Linked DNA regions of Sus scrofa: all the other regions are linked to region 3. Evidence: chromatin contacts called from public Hi-C and HiChIP or PLAC-seq data. All regions are on one chromosome and are shown on one strand. Each heading gives the region's core, a stretch centred on a gene start, on an enhancer-like site or on the middle of the called end of the contact. The rest is flanking DNA. Distances are from core to core; before and after follow the strand shown. Region 1 overlaps RBMS1 (RNA-binding motif, single-stranded-interacting protein 1). Region 2 overlaps RBMS1 (RNA-binding motif, single-stranded-interacting protein 1). Region 3 has its middle 150 kb from the start of TANK. Region 4 has its middle 70 kb from the start of ITGB6.

Region 1 (3,206 bases), core at 187-2,686, 560 kb before region 3:
TCCTACCCAGGGGGAGGTAAACTCACTCTTCCCAGACCCCATTCCAGGCACTGATGGGTGGTGATGAGGGTGGGAAGCTTTCTTTGAACTTGACCTGAGGGTGAAAAGAGGGAATAGAAGAGAATACAGGAGGACTGAGGAATGTGACATGATTATCTCTCTGGTGCTTATTTGACAAAATACATTTTACATATAATCTATAGTATGACCCTAATGATACAAGCTCCCACTCTCTTGTAAGGAACATGGGATGTGTTCCAGAACATGTGTAAAATACAAGACCAAGTCTTAAGTCAATACTAAGTACCCTTTTCCACTATTAAACTGTTCAGAGCTCAACTTATCAAAATATTTGTTTTTCTTTTACCTGGGTTGGCCCCCACCAGGCCAACACCAGCTCCAAACTGTATCCAAAGGAAAGCTATAACTGCCCCTTTACATCCAGCCCTACCCTGGGCTCACTGATTGCTCCAAGTCCCTGCTTGTTTCCTCTTCCAAACACCCTGACTCAGAAAGAAAGCAGGAAATGGCCTGAATCTGCAGCTGGCTTCCTAGAACTGATTCCGGGCCTTTCCCAAACCATGCACCCCACTTACAAAGGTGATGGGATGGGATGGGATGGAAATATATGCAACTGACGCAGGGTATGGGGTGTGGACAGGAATAAGCCCTTTTAGGTTCAGTAAATGAAAAACTAAATCTCCTTCTAGGTGCTGGGCATAAAACACAAGAGATGCTCAATCAGAAGAATCAGACAGAAGCTGCAATGAAAAGTCAGGAGATAATAACGAACCAGTATCTTTAAAGCTGACCAGTGAAACTGTGCAACTCTCCAGCATGAGCCCTGAATGGTGAACCTTAAAGGAAACAGAGACAGGAAGTGCATTCATTTTAAGCAGATGAAAACTTGAGGGATACAGCACCTATTCTAGTACCGTGTGTAACGAGATGCCTGTATCATTGGGCAATGACGATTATTTTGAGGGCTCATTTCTATAAATATTTTCATCCTGTTCCACGAGGAATCCATTACTGCTCATAGAACAATTACCTACAGTACCTCGAGATTTCCAATTCTCTGACACAGCATTGCATAAGGAGATGTTGCAGAACAGGAGAATAAGATGTAGAAAGGCACTTAAGGTCCTCAACAACACAAGCTGGAATAAACAGTGAGCTAATGAATGGGGAATTTATATTTCTAATGAGTGTACAATGGACATGTAGGCAGTTACGGTAAGAACCAGGAGAGAAGCCATGACAAGTGCCTGATTGCCAGGATAAACTTTTTAAATAACTGTCACAGTTTCTAAGGGCTTTCACCCACATATCTTCTCCAAAGCCTCATGACAATCCAGCAATGGAGATTGGTCCTATATTACAGAGGAAGGAAACTCACGCTAAGGGGAAAAGTGACTCATCTTTCCACAGCACGCAGGATCTCTGGTAGATGCTCAGTTAAAAAAAAATGAATCTGAGTCAGCGTCTGCCTGCAGCTCACTGGGTAGCCACTTCTAGTGAAAATGTGTGTTAAGGAAACTAGTTGGCTGAAATGGGAAAAGATTATTGTTACCAAAGAAAGCCAAGATTGGACCTGGGCCATGAAGAGTGGATTGGGCCGCAGAAATAAGGCAGCATAAACTTCTTTTGGGAAACAAAACATTTAAATCCAAAGTTCATCCTTTTGGTCACCCTTCCAGGCTAAGCTGAAAGCACAAGTTAAAAATTTATACTAAGAAAAGCAGAGACTCGAGATGATTTGGGGGAAAATACAACCCCAAATTATAGTCTTTCAGCCAAATAAGAAAGCTATGATGTATATCTCAGACTTTACCCTGGAATGGGGAAAACAAAAGGTACTTATTTCAGATAAAAAGGTCCAAAAACTTTCCAGCTAATCACCTAACAAAAAGCAAAATTATGATAATTAAATTCTACCTCAATCCTCCATGCAGAAGAAAGAGGAAGAAATGCCTAGAATCTAAAGAATATGATTTATATACATAGGGACAGTGGAGAGAAACGAGTAGTTTCTGAAGAAATGGCATGTGACCTCTTCATTGCCTGCAGAGAGGATGAGAGAATGTATAAGACATTATTTTTGGGAAAATATATATATATTTTAATGTAGGTATTTTATTATCAAACTAATCAACCAAGTGATAAAAAAGGGAAAGGCATTTAAGGATTTGCAGTACTGTCAGGCTTTACTCAGAATACAGAGTTGCAGGGAGAAAGAAGGCAGCACGAATGTCCAGGAGCATCCAATTCATCAAGTGGCTGGGCCTCTCTTATTGTTACAGCCAAGCAGCGAGGCTGGGACATGACAATTACAGGACAGCAACCTCCTAGGGAACTGTTTAAATTGCTGTATGTGAAAAATGGTAATGTGCTGGAGACAACAGTGACAATCAATTTTGTGACATGATCTGGCTCTTCTCTTGCCAAATGAAAAGAAGGAAAGCTAAGGTGTGCGTGTTCGAGGTTCCTTTTCATTTGTTCTCCTCAGGTGCAGAAGGCACAGGCTGGATCTTCCTAAGCCCTGGGCTAATTGGCCTTGCAATCCTGATGTAACTGTATCCCAGGCAGCCATGCCAATTAAAAACTTCCCAGTCAAGAAGGACTCTTTCCCCCAGGATCTTCATTATGCATGTGTACAACTACACGTGATGTCCACCGTTCTTGGTGCCCTCTCCTTTAGAGGGCACATGTATCAGGTGGAGTCATCCCGCCAGGCGTTCCAAGCCAGGTTGAATGATTTCTTTTTTAGGGTCTTCACGGCTGGCAGAGAGGATCCAGGTAGATGTAAAAAATATCATTTGGAATGGTCACCAAATCTGATATACTTCTGCTGAGACTACAAATTAGTTCAAACCTCTACCCAAAGCGAGTTAGGATATGCTGTCCTTTGTTGTTCTCTCCTGTTCCTTTACACTGAGCAGCTTGTGTCCGAGTGTAACACATCCTTGTTTTTCCTCTTCTAATAGAAATAACACACAGTATCTATCATGTGGGCAAAGATGATAACAACAACAACAAAAGAAAACCCCCAGGTTAGGGAGAAAAATGGCAGAAGAGGCATACACTCTGCTAAGAGCAAACTGGCCACACTTGGAGGGCACTGGGGAGCTAATGCAGAAAACCCTTTCTCCTTAGGAAATTATTATGATGTGTATAAAGATTCTGCAGCAAAGATTATATACAGA
Region 2 (3,015 bases), core at 306-2,805, 600 kb before region 3:
TTGATTCTGCAAGATTTAACGAGCTGGTGACGGCTGCTGCCTTGGCTTCACACAGAAAAAAGAAACGTTCCAGCTGTAGTTAAGGATAAAGTTACTGGAAAATGCCTTTCAGAAAAAAACTGTTTCATAGTAACACCTACATCTTCCACCCAAGATCTTTATGCTTTAATAAAATCTTACTCCATGATTTATTGTTCGTCTCTGGCAGAACCTGAGTAGAAAGGTGTAGAAAGGTGACTGGAGGGGGACTGCTGGGGGGTGTGTGTGTCACCATCCAGGGTGGTAACAGCTGCCTGACGCAGTCTCATCGTAAGCCTGACGTGGCATTCAAAGCACTCGGGAGTTAAAACACTGGCACACTTCTAGGTGTGGTCCCTTGTAAAAGCCAGACTTCCTTCCTTGGTAGAGAATGTATGGGGGTTTTGGTTCTGCAAGACAGCCCTCACCCCCCTGGCCTCCCAGGATGGTTCCAGCGCTTTTGCTTTCATGGCAATGATTTACTCATAAGCTTCCAGCCTGTGGAGGGAACAGCTCAACAATATGCACATTTAGACCCTGCTCTACTGTACACACTGGGTGAGGGAGACGTGAACACGTCACAGTCCCAAAGGTATGATCACACTGTCTTAGAGGTACCAGGAGCATCGCACGTGTCTTTAAGTATTTCTCTTGTCCTAGAGGTGCCAAAATTTTCTGTTTTTAGTACAGTAACAGGGCTTAAGACAAACATTCAGGAAACGAAACGGGCAATAAAAACCCGTGAAAGATTTCCAGCCTTTTTACTAGATTTGTAATTTTTCCTCTAAACATTACCTTTTCTGTCTCCTCGCAGAGGATAAGGCCCTAGTAACTTTCCCTATGTAAAGAACATTCCAGAATGTGGGTAAGAGCAGTTTTCAAGCCCTCCTGGGCATGTACCCAATCTGAAAAGTCAAAGTAACACAGAAAGCAGATGTAAAACAAGCTTAGGTCTTTGGATGGAGTTGGCCAGCAGTCATGTACGCACTTCACTGGAGCTCTTCCATGACCCAGGCAAAGCTCTGGACAATGTGGCCGAATGATGCCATTGCAACAATGGGAATGTGCATGAACATGGTGGTGACCAGACACTTTTTTTTTTTTTTGTCTATTTAGGGCCGCAGCTGTAGCATATGGAAGTTCCCAGGCTAGGGGTCAAATCAGAGTCACAGCTGCTAGCCTACACCACAACCACAGCAACACCAGATCTGAGCCACGTCTGCAACCCACACCACAGCTCATGGCAATACTGCTCCTTAACCCACTGAGTGAGGCCAGGGATCAAACCTGCATCCTCATGGATACTAGTCAGATTCGTTTCTGCTGAGCCACGATGGGAACGCCGACACTTTTTTCTTTTAAAAAACTCTCTGCCCTTAGCACACAAGGACTTATTCAGACTCCATTAATATCAAGAAGAGGTCCAGAAAGAGTGATGTGATCACACTGCCTCCTGCAGTATTGAATATATGCATGGCCTTGGTCCAGGGGTAACCTTGTGTGCGCTTCCCACAGAATCAAAAACAGAGCGCAGCAGGGCAAGCAGCCTGTGGAGAACTGCAGCTAACATGCCATGTGCATTAGTCTTCTTGGAGGCTGTACTCTCTTCCAGGAAGGTACTGGAAGAACATTTTTTTAGACAAATCCTTGAATCGTGACCATGAGCGACAGTGTTTTTGCCTTGGGCACATCTCCTAATTTGGACATCAGTTCTCACTAGGACTTCTCATCACTTGTTTCTAACATCCACTGGGTGGGAAACCACCACTGCATGATTTCTCCAGAATGGAATTTTTATCAAGCAAATAGGACGTACTTATTTTTGAGTTCTATGGAATTCACCTAGATTGTCCCACAGAAGTTTTCAGTTTTTTGACCCTTCTTGGGGTCCTTCCAAGCAAAACTGACTTACTGCAAAACAGCCAGTGCTCAAAGTCAAGGTAAATCCAAAGGACAAGGCTTCAACATTTTCAGGGAAAAATGAGACTGGGTAGGGATGGATAGAAGGAAAGGCCTCATGAGCAATTTTTTTTAACACCAACTATAAAGTAATGCTTGAAGAATTTACCATAAGATAATGAAAATACGGTAACATCAGACACAAAAGCACCAGATTTTTTAAAAGTAAAATCAGAAAGCGGATTGCAGAAAACATGGTGCTGCAGTATACCGGATTCTTTTGGAACTCTAGATATCTACCACATTACGTTCCATGTCCCAGGTCAGTGTGGGGTATGCCTGGCCTGGGGAACCCAGCCACACCACCCTGATATGAAAAGTGTGTTGGCAGAGGGATGATGGGTGGCATATCAGAAGTGACAACTCATGGAGTTCCCGTCGTGGTGCAGTGGTTAACGAATCCGACTAGGAACCATGAGGTTGCGGGTTCGATCCCTGCCCTTGCTCAGTGGGTTAACGATCCGGCGTTGCCGTGCTGTGGTGTAGGTTGCAGACTCGGCTCGGATCCCGCGTTGCTGTGGCTCTGGCGTAGGTCGGTGGCTACAGCTCCAATTCAACCCCTAGCCTGGGAACCTCCATATGCCACGGGAGTGGCCCAAGAAATAGCAACAATAACAACAACAACAACAACAAAAAAAAGACAAGACAAAAGACAAAAGACAAAAAAAAAAAAAAGAAGTGACAACTCATGTGTGTAGTTGACCTCCTTCTGCTCTACCATCTAGAAACCTCCTTAAGAGTGTCACACTGTTCAGCTTGTCAATGTGCAGAAAGTGTCTTTTGGGGACTGTGTCTAATACAGGTTTCTCTTCTCCTTGGCTAATGTCACGGGCAAATCACCAGTCGTGCAAGAATCTGAGTGCTCTGATGCAAATCATCCTGGGTAATTCTGTGTATGCCGGCTAAGCAACTTGATCGTTACATAAACCATCCTCTGACTGTATTTAGGAAATGCTATGTCTGCCTAGCAGTGAGCCCACTGTATTTAAACATTAAAGTGGAGGCTCATTCAATTTACCCTTGCCTGATAATATTTTT
Region 3 (2,776 bases), core at 20-2,519:
TCCATACGCCTCGAGTGTGGCCCTAAAAAGACAAAAAAAAAAAAAAAGAATCATCTCTTCCTGTTATATTCTTCTGTATTTTACAGGAATTCTTAGCTACCTCCCCGTCCCAGATTCATGGATTCCTATGGACTCCCTACAAGACATGCCTAAAAACTTCTGAGTGTGTATGTAAAATGGTGTGCAAGTGTATGCTTTTTCCTAGGGTATGAGTCCATAGCTATCTTCAGATTGCCAAAGATGCTCCCAGATATCAAATAGTTGACCCACTGCTTTATAGGACTGATTATATGTAAATTCTTGCTCCCTGTTGTTGAAATTAGTTTTCCCTCTGATACACATGGATACTAAGTGACCCAAGCAACAGGATTATCAAGTTAAGAAATAAAATGAACAGACATTTATTGAGCATCCTGGGTGATGACAATACAGTGAACACATATGCATTCCTCACACAACTCTTTAGAAAGTAGCGTTGTCTCTATCTAGGTTTCTAATAGCAGTACTAATTATTGAGCACTTACTATTTGATAAGTACTCTTCTAAGCACTTCACATATGGTAGCTTATTTAAATCTTACAACACCTCTATAAAGTGGATTCTGCTATTACCCCCATTTTTCAGTGGAGGAAACTGACTTTTTATGAAGTCCTCTTCCCTCATTTCTGCATCCTAATAACAGTAACAACAACAACAACAATAATAATAATAGTTTGCTTTCATTGAACTCATGTGCCAGGCACTATTCTAAGCACTCCTTTTCCAGACAAAGAACCTGAGGCACAAAAAAGTGACCTTCCCAAAGACAGCCAGCCAGCAATAGACAGAGCTAGCATTCAAACTCTAGTCTGGCTAGAGAGCCCATACCCAGCCATGCTTTCTAACTGCCACAAGTTCTAGCCTCCAGCTTAGGGAATAATTATTGATTCTGTGGGCCCTAGTTTCTGTGGATGCCCACCTCTAGTCTAACGGATTCCTTTTCTTTCCTCTTCTCAAGCTCCATTTCCATACCAGGCTGCAGGGGTGGCCCCCACGTTTCCACAAGCATCTGTATGCTCAGCTTATGCTGCATGTGGGTCCTGGGTTACAATGTGCCTGGCCACCCTTGCTCTGTCCCAGTTCCCAGCTTCCCGGACCACACAAGGTCACACCAGTTGCTCAGGGGCTCTCAGATGCATTTACAATCATAGACACAATAGGCCTGGCAGCCCTGCTGGCTTGCAGAGGAACTGGGCAGTATCACATTTCAAATATTGCCTCTGAGTAATGCTGAGACCATTCAGAGCCCGGTTAAAAAAACACAGTCACGACTCTCCTCGGGACACGGGCTGTTGATTTTGTTAGGTGAGATCACTTGAGGAATATAAAACGCAAGAGAAAGAGTGGCAAAAAGGAAAAACAATAGGTTGGTAGAAAGGGTCATACAAAAGTCAGGAAGCGGTGAAGGAACAGCCTGGCCACAGCGTTCCATTCAGTTTAAACCTAGGGTTTAAGCGGTTAAGGAAAAATCAATCCGTACTTGTTTCAATTCCTTCCCAACTATAAAACGTTTACTTGCATGGTGGCTTTGTGTGTGTGTGTGTGTGTGTGTGTGTGTGTGTGTATCAACTATGACTTAAAAAACCTGACAGTAGCCAAACGCTCAGCACACACACAGCAAAGGTTTTGTGTTCAAAGCACACACCGTCCATACAGCTAAGCATCTATTGATGCTGGGCTTTTAATGTTATGCAAGACTTTTTCCTTCCTTTACTGGCCACTGAGTGACTGTGCTGATTCAACATTTTATAGATGCATAAATTTCCCTTTAGAGGCTGTGCCGAGAATGTGTGCCTCCCTGGGCCAGTTTCTTATTGAAATCAGATGATGCAGGCAGTCTCTCTTGCATTTCAGTGAGAGGCTGCCCCCTAGTGAATATTTTCAGCTATACACTAAACCGACAAATTTATTGTTGCAAACACTGCAGAGGTTTCTCCACACAAACGAGAAACGTCCTTCAGTTGTCAAGGAAGTGACAGTGTTGTGTAATTTAACCATCAATCAGATGTTGCTTTCCTTTCAACTTCCCCCAGCCTATTTTTGGTAGGTTTCAGTGTTCTGTAAAGTTTTCTTTGATAATTCAAGATGTCTCTGATTTTTAAAAATACACACAATGATATATTCTTTTTTAAGCCAATAAAAATATTTTCATGGAACTAAGGGTAAGGGGTTGATGATCAGCATCCTTTCCTGTTCTGACAGTGAGTTGTACATGTATTTCATTTCATTTCCACTTATTTTATTTGACTATTTGGCGATAGTTTTCCTAGCTGGGATAATTACATAGAGCAAAAAAATTTGCTTTTGGAAGGTAACTATAGGAGTTCCCGTCATGGTGCAGTGGTTAACGAATCCGACTAGGAACCATGAGGTTGCAGGTTCGATCCCTGGCCTTGCTCAGTAGGTTAAGGATCCGGCATTGCCGTGAGCTGTGGTGTAGGTCGCAGACGCAGCTCGGATCCCGCATTGCTCTGGCTCTTTCGTAGGCCGGTGGCTAAGGCTCCAATTCGACCCCTAGCCTGGGAACCTCCATATGCCGCTGGAGCGGCCCAAAAGAAATAGCAAAAAGACAAAAAAATAATAAAAAATAGAAGGTAACTGTATCAGCATAATCAGTACTTTTTAGTGTTGAAAGCCTCAATTTTAAATTAACATCTAATTTTTATCCTCATGCAGTTCTAGGAGATACTTCAGATGAAGCATTTTGTATAGTGATGAGCCTTAAAAGCAGTTACTA
Region 4 (2,864 bases), core at 98-2,597, 630 kb before region 3:
ACTGTGCTTTGTCTTTCCAACAACAGCAATGATCAACTTATCCCATGGCTTCTCAGTTGGCAGAACTAAGGCTGATAGTTAGAAATTACAAAATTTTGGAGTTCCCGTCGTGGCTCAGTGGTTAATGAATCTGACTAGGAACCATGGGGTTGTGTGTTTGATCCCTGGCCTTGCTCAGTGGGTTAGGGATCCAGAGTTGCTGTGAGCTGTGGTGTAGGTCACAGACGCAGCTCGGATCTGGCATTGCTGTGGCTCTGGTGTAGGCCGGCGGCTACATTTCCGATTGGACCCCTAGCCTGGCAACCTCCATACGCCATGGGTGCGGCCCTAGAAAAGGCAAAAAGACAAAAAAAAAAAAAAAAAAAAAAAAAAAAGAAATTACAAAATTGCAAATTTGACTCCTTAAACAAGTTTGAGAGCTGCTCTCCAAAGATACAGGTTGTCGAGAGAGGTGGGAAGTGCCCCATCACTGGAAGTATTCAAGCAGAGGAAGTGGCTTCAGGGATATTAGAGGGTAGGAATTACCCACAGTCTTGTTGATAATCCGTATCTTGTGTAAATGAGCAGTGGAATAACCTAGATCGAATCTCGGTCACATTAAAAAAAATAATAGCATTAAAGTTGGTATTTAATCCAAAGCCACCTGTTTTCAATTCTGAGCAGCCCAGAGACCTGCCAGCACGTTTTTGCAGCCTCAAGTCACAAGACTTCCTCCCCTGCCCCCTCCTTCCTTGAGCCTTAAAGGTCACATGTAGGAGTCCCCTGGTGACCAACTGGGTTAAGTATCCGACGTTGTCACTGCTGAAGTTCGGGTCCCTGCTGCAGCATGGGTTCGATGCCCGGCCCAGGAACTTCCACAGGCAGCATTTGCGGCCAAGAAAAAAAAAAAAAAGGTCATTTAAGTTACACTCCAATATGAGCAACAATGCTTTCATGAGGGAGCTGCCAGCATCGGGCAACGTGATTTTCTCTTTGTTAGTTCTTTCAATTAACCCCCAATTCAAGAACCCTGTAATCCCCGACGATGTGTGTCCTGTGTCCGGGGATCCTCAGTTTACATCAGCAGCGCCCCCTCCCAGGCCATCTCTGGTCTGGCGCTCGCAGCTGCAGGTGAAGAGCGACAAAATCTCCCTCTAGTGGCTCAAGTGAGAACACTCCCGAGCCCTGCAAAGACCCAAAGCGTTAGAAGCCAGGACGGACAAAGACTGAGCCACTCCGGGGCACTTCCACCGCGTTGAAATCCCATCGACTGGCCGAGTTCATCCACACGAAGGATGGGCGCAGGGCGTAGCCTCCCAGTCCCGTGGGCATCGCCGCGCCTACCAACGGCCACCTAGCTGGTGGCCCGGGTTGCCCGCGTTCTCAGCCGCCACGAGAGGTGCTGAGCTCATCTCATTGTTATTTGAGGGGAAGAACCTGCTGGGCTTTTCTTTAATCCTGAGGTCCGAGTTCTCTTCACTCCTCACCCACTTGCTATCTTCTGAAGCTTTTTGTGCATGGGGGGATGGGGGTGATGACGACAGGTCTGTGACTTTTACCCCAAGGCAGCTGGATATTTTCCCTTTTGGTTACTCTTGTGGAATGAGGATATCCACGTCAGATCTGAACATTTTTGAGCCCTCCCTCAGGCTGGGAGGTACTGCCTTTCTCCCAGTGAATTTTTAATCAGCTTTTATGGAATTTGAGAGAAGGTGGAATTCAGGTTCGTGGATTTACCCTATGCTACTGCCTGTGAAGGGTGAGAACCCTGGGCTCCCTGTCCACCCCTGCTATTCCTCATCCCTGCCTGTTCAGAGGAGAGGGAGCCTGCTTTCCTGCGAGCTGCTGCCAGCTTTCTCCCTCCCTTCCCAGGAAAGAATTCCTCCCAGATGCTCGGACCCAGGCCACCTCCGACCAAGAGGGAGTCCTGGCTCCTAACCACTGGAGGAGCCACAGCTTTTCAGTAAGGTGGCGTCAATCCCCAAATGCCCCACAGATCCTCTGTGAGGGACAGCTCTGTTTTAGCCATCAGCACTTGGTTGGCTCAGTCCTGCTGCAGATAGAAAAGGTGCTCTGAAAAAATGGTATCAGTTTGTGTAAAGACTGCCACTGGATGTCCCAGGACTCCAATGACATAAAACATCTTAAAATATGAGAACAAAAATAATGTTAACAAAACTTAAGGTGCCCAACGTATTTCTTTCCTGCCTCTTGGTTGGTGGTCATGGGCGAAAGAGCCTGGGAACAAGTGAGGCAGGGGCAGATCATGAGGCCACAAAGCTTACATTCTTAGCGGCCTGCGTGGATCTCAATGAGGCCATGCTTTGCTCCGGCCCCAACTCCTTTCTCTCTGAAGCTCTGGTTATCATCAGAGGACCCCGTTTCTTTTCTCAAAGAGCCAGTGGGCAGCAGGGCTCTCCCGGCTCTGGCAAGTCATGTACTCTAAACCCCAGGTATCTAATTCACATCGCCCATCGAGAGCCCTGGCAAGTCATGTACTCTAAACCCCAGGTATCTAATTCACATCGCCCATCGTCCACACTGTAGGGCAGGCATTGTAGAAATGGAGGCTATGAGTATTTTTCTTGCCCACTCCTTTCACCAGGAAAGAATCACTGGGCAGCAGAAACAGAATCTTGTAAGACGCTAAAACATTTCATTCACTTTGGGTAAAAGGAGTTAATCTCTTGTACTAAGAGCCTTCGCTAAAGCATGTCAGTGTGGAAGAGAGCTGCTGTTCCTCCCCATGAGTGTGGCGCTGGAGCCTCCTACTGGGGATGGCCAAATGAAGTCACTATAGGAGGCCTGGGTCAGCGAGGCACAGATAAGTTCCTCCTGAAATCCTAACCTGTGAGCCTGCTTACCAGAGATGGGACACTTTCTGC

What was found. Hi-C and Micro-C count contacts between places; a contact is called where the count stands out from the background. HiChIP or PLAC-seq counts read pairs in DNA pulled down with a chosen protein or histone mark.
Region 1: a contact with region 3 is called in an H3K27ac HiChIP or PLAC-seq map of alveolar macrophages. The contact joins two enhancer-like sites. A contact is called at or near these places in 2 of 47 Hi-C or Micro-C datasets (embryonic fibroblasts and epiblast stem cells) and 2 of 2 datasets of contacts at active chromatin or transcription factors (alveolar macrophages and skeletal muscle).
Region 2: a Hi-C map of embryonic fibroblasts shows a contact between it and region 3, with 1.7 times the contacts expected there. The contact joins two enhancer-like sites. A contact is called at or near these places in 1 of 47 Hi-C or Micro-C datasets (embryonic fibroblasts) and 1 of 2 datasets of contacts at active chromatin or transcription factors (alveolar macrophages).
Region 4: a contact with region 3 is called in an H3K27ac HiChIP or PLAC-seq map of skeletal muscle. The contact joins two enhancer-like sites. A contact is called at or near these places in 7 of 47 Hi-C or Micro-C datasets (embryonic fibroblasts, liver, mesenteric adipose tissue and 4 more) and 1 of 2 datasets of contacts at active chromatin or transcription factors (skeletal muscle).

Annotation. Positions count from the first base shown.
Region 1 is chr15:67,251,210-67,254,415 of Sscrofa11.1, forward strand. The region is part of intron 2 of RBMS1 (RNA-binding motif, single-stranded-interacting protein 1); the gene reads right to left. Among named protein-coding and RNA genes, the nearest start is that of ITGB6, 130 kb to the left of the region's middle. Within about 2 kb of position 1,437, at least 7 of the 83 cell types and tissues checked have an H3K27ac peak or open chromatin away from gene starts, as enhancers often do. A contact at or near this core is called in alveolar macrophages and embryonic fibroblasts, where this site is marked.
Region 2 is chr15:67,212,841-67,215,855 of Sscrofa11.1, forward strand. All of the region lies in intron 6 of RBMS1 (RNA-binding motif, single-stranded-interacting protein 1), which reads right to left. Among named protein-coding and RNA genes, the nearest start is that of ITGB6, 93 kb to the left of the region's middle. Within about 2 kb of position 1,556, at least 7 of the 83 cell types and tissues checked have an H3K27ac peak or open chromatin away from gene starts, as enhancers often do. A contact at or near this core is called in embryonic fibroblasts, where this site is marked.
Region 3 is chr15:67,815,217-67,817,992 of Sscrofa11.1, forward strand. No RefSeq gene overlaps it. Among named protein-coding and RNA genes, the nearest start is that of TANK, 150 kb to the right of the region's middle. Within about 2 kb of position 1,270, at least 33 of the 83 cell types and tissues checked have an H3K27ac peak or open chromatin away from gene starts, as enhancers often do. A contact at or near this core is called in alveolar macrophages, embryonic fibroblasts, retroperitoneal adipose tissue and 2 more, where this site is marked.
Region 4 is chr15:67,189,089-67,191,952 of Sscrofa11.1, forward strand. No RefSeq gene overlaps it. Among named protein-coding and RNA genes, the nearest start is that of ITGB6, 70 kb to the left of the region's middle. Within about 2 kb of position 1,348, at least 40 of the 83 cell types and tissues checked have an H3K27ac peak or open chromatin away from gene starts, as enhancers often do. A contact at or near this core is called in retroperitoneal adipose tissue, skeletal muscle and subcutaneous adipose tissue, where this site is marked.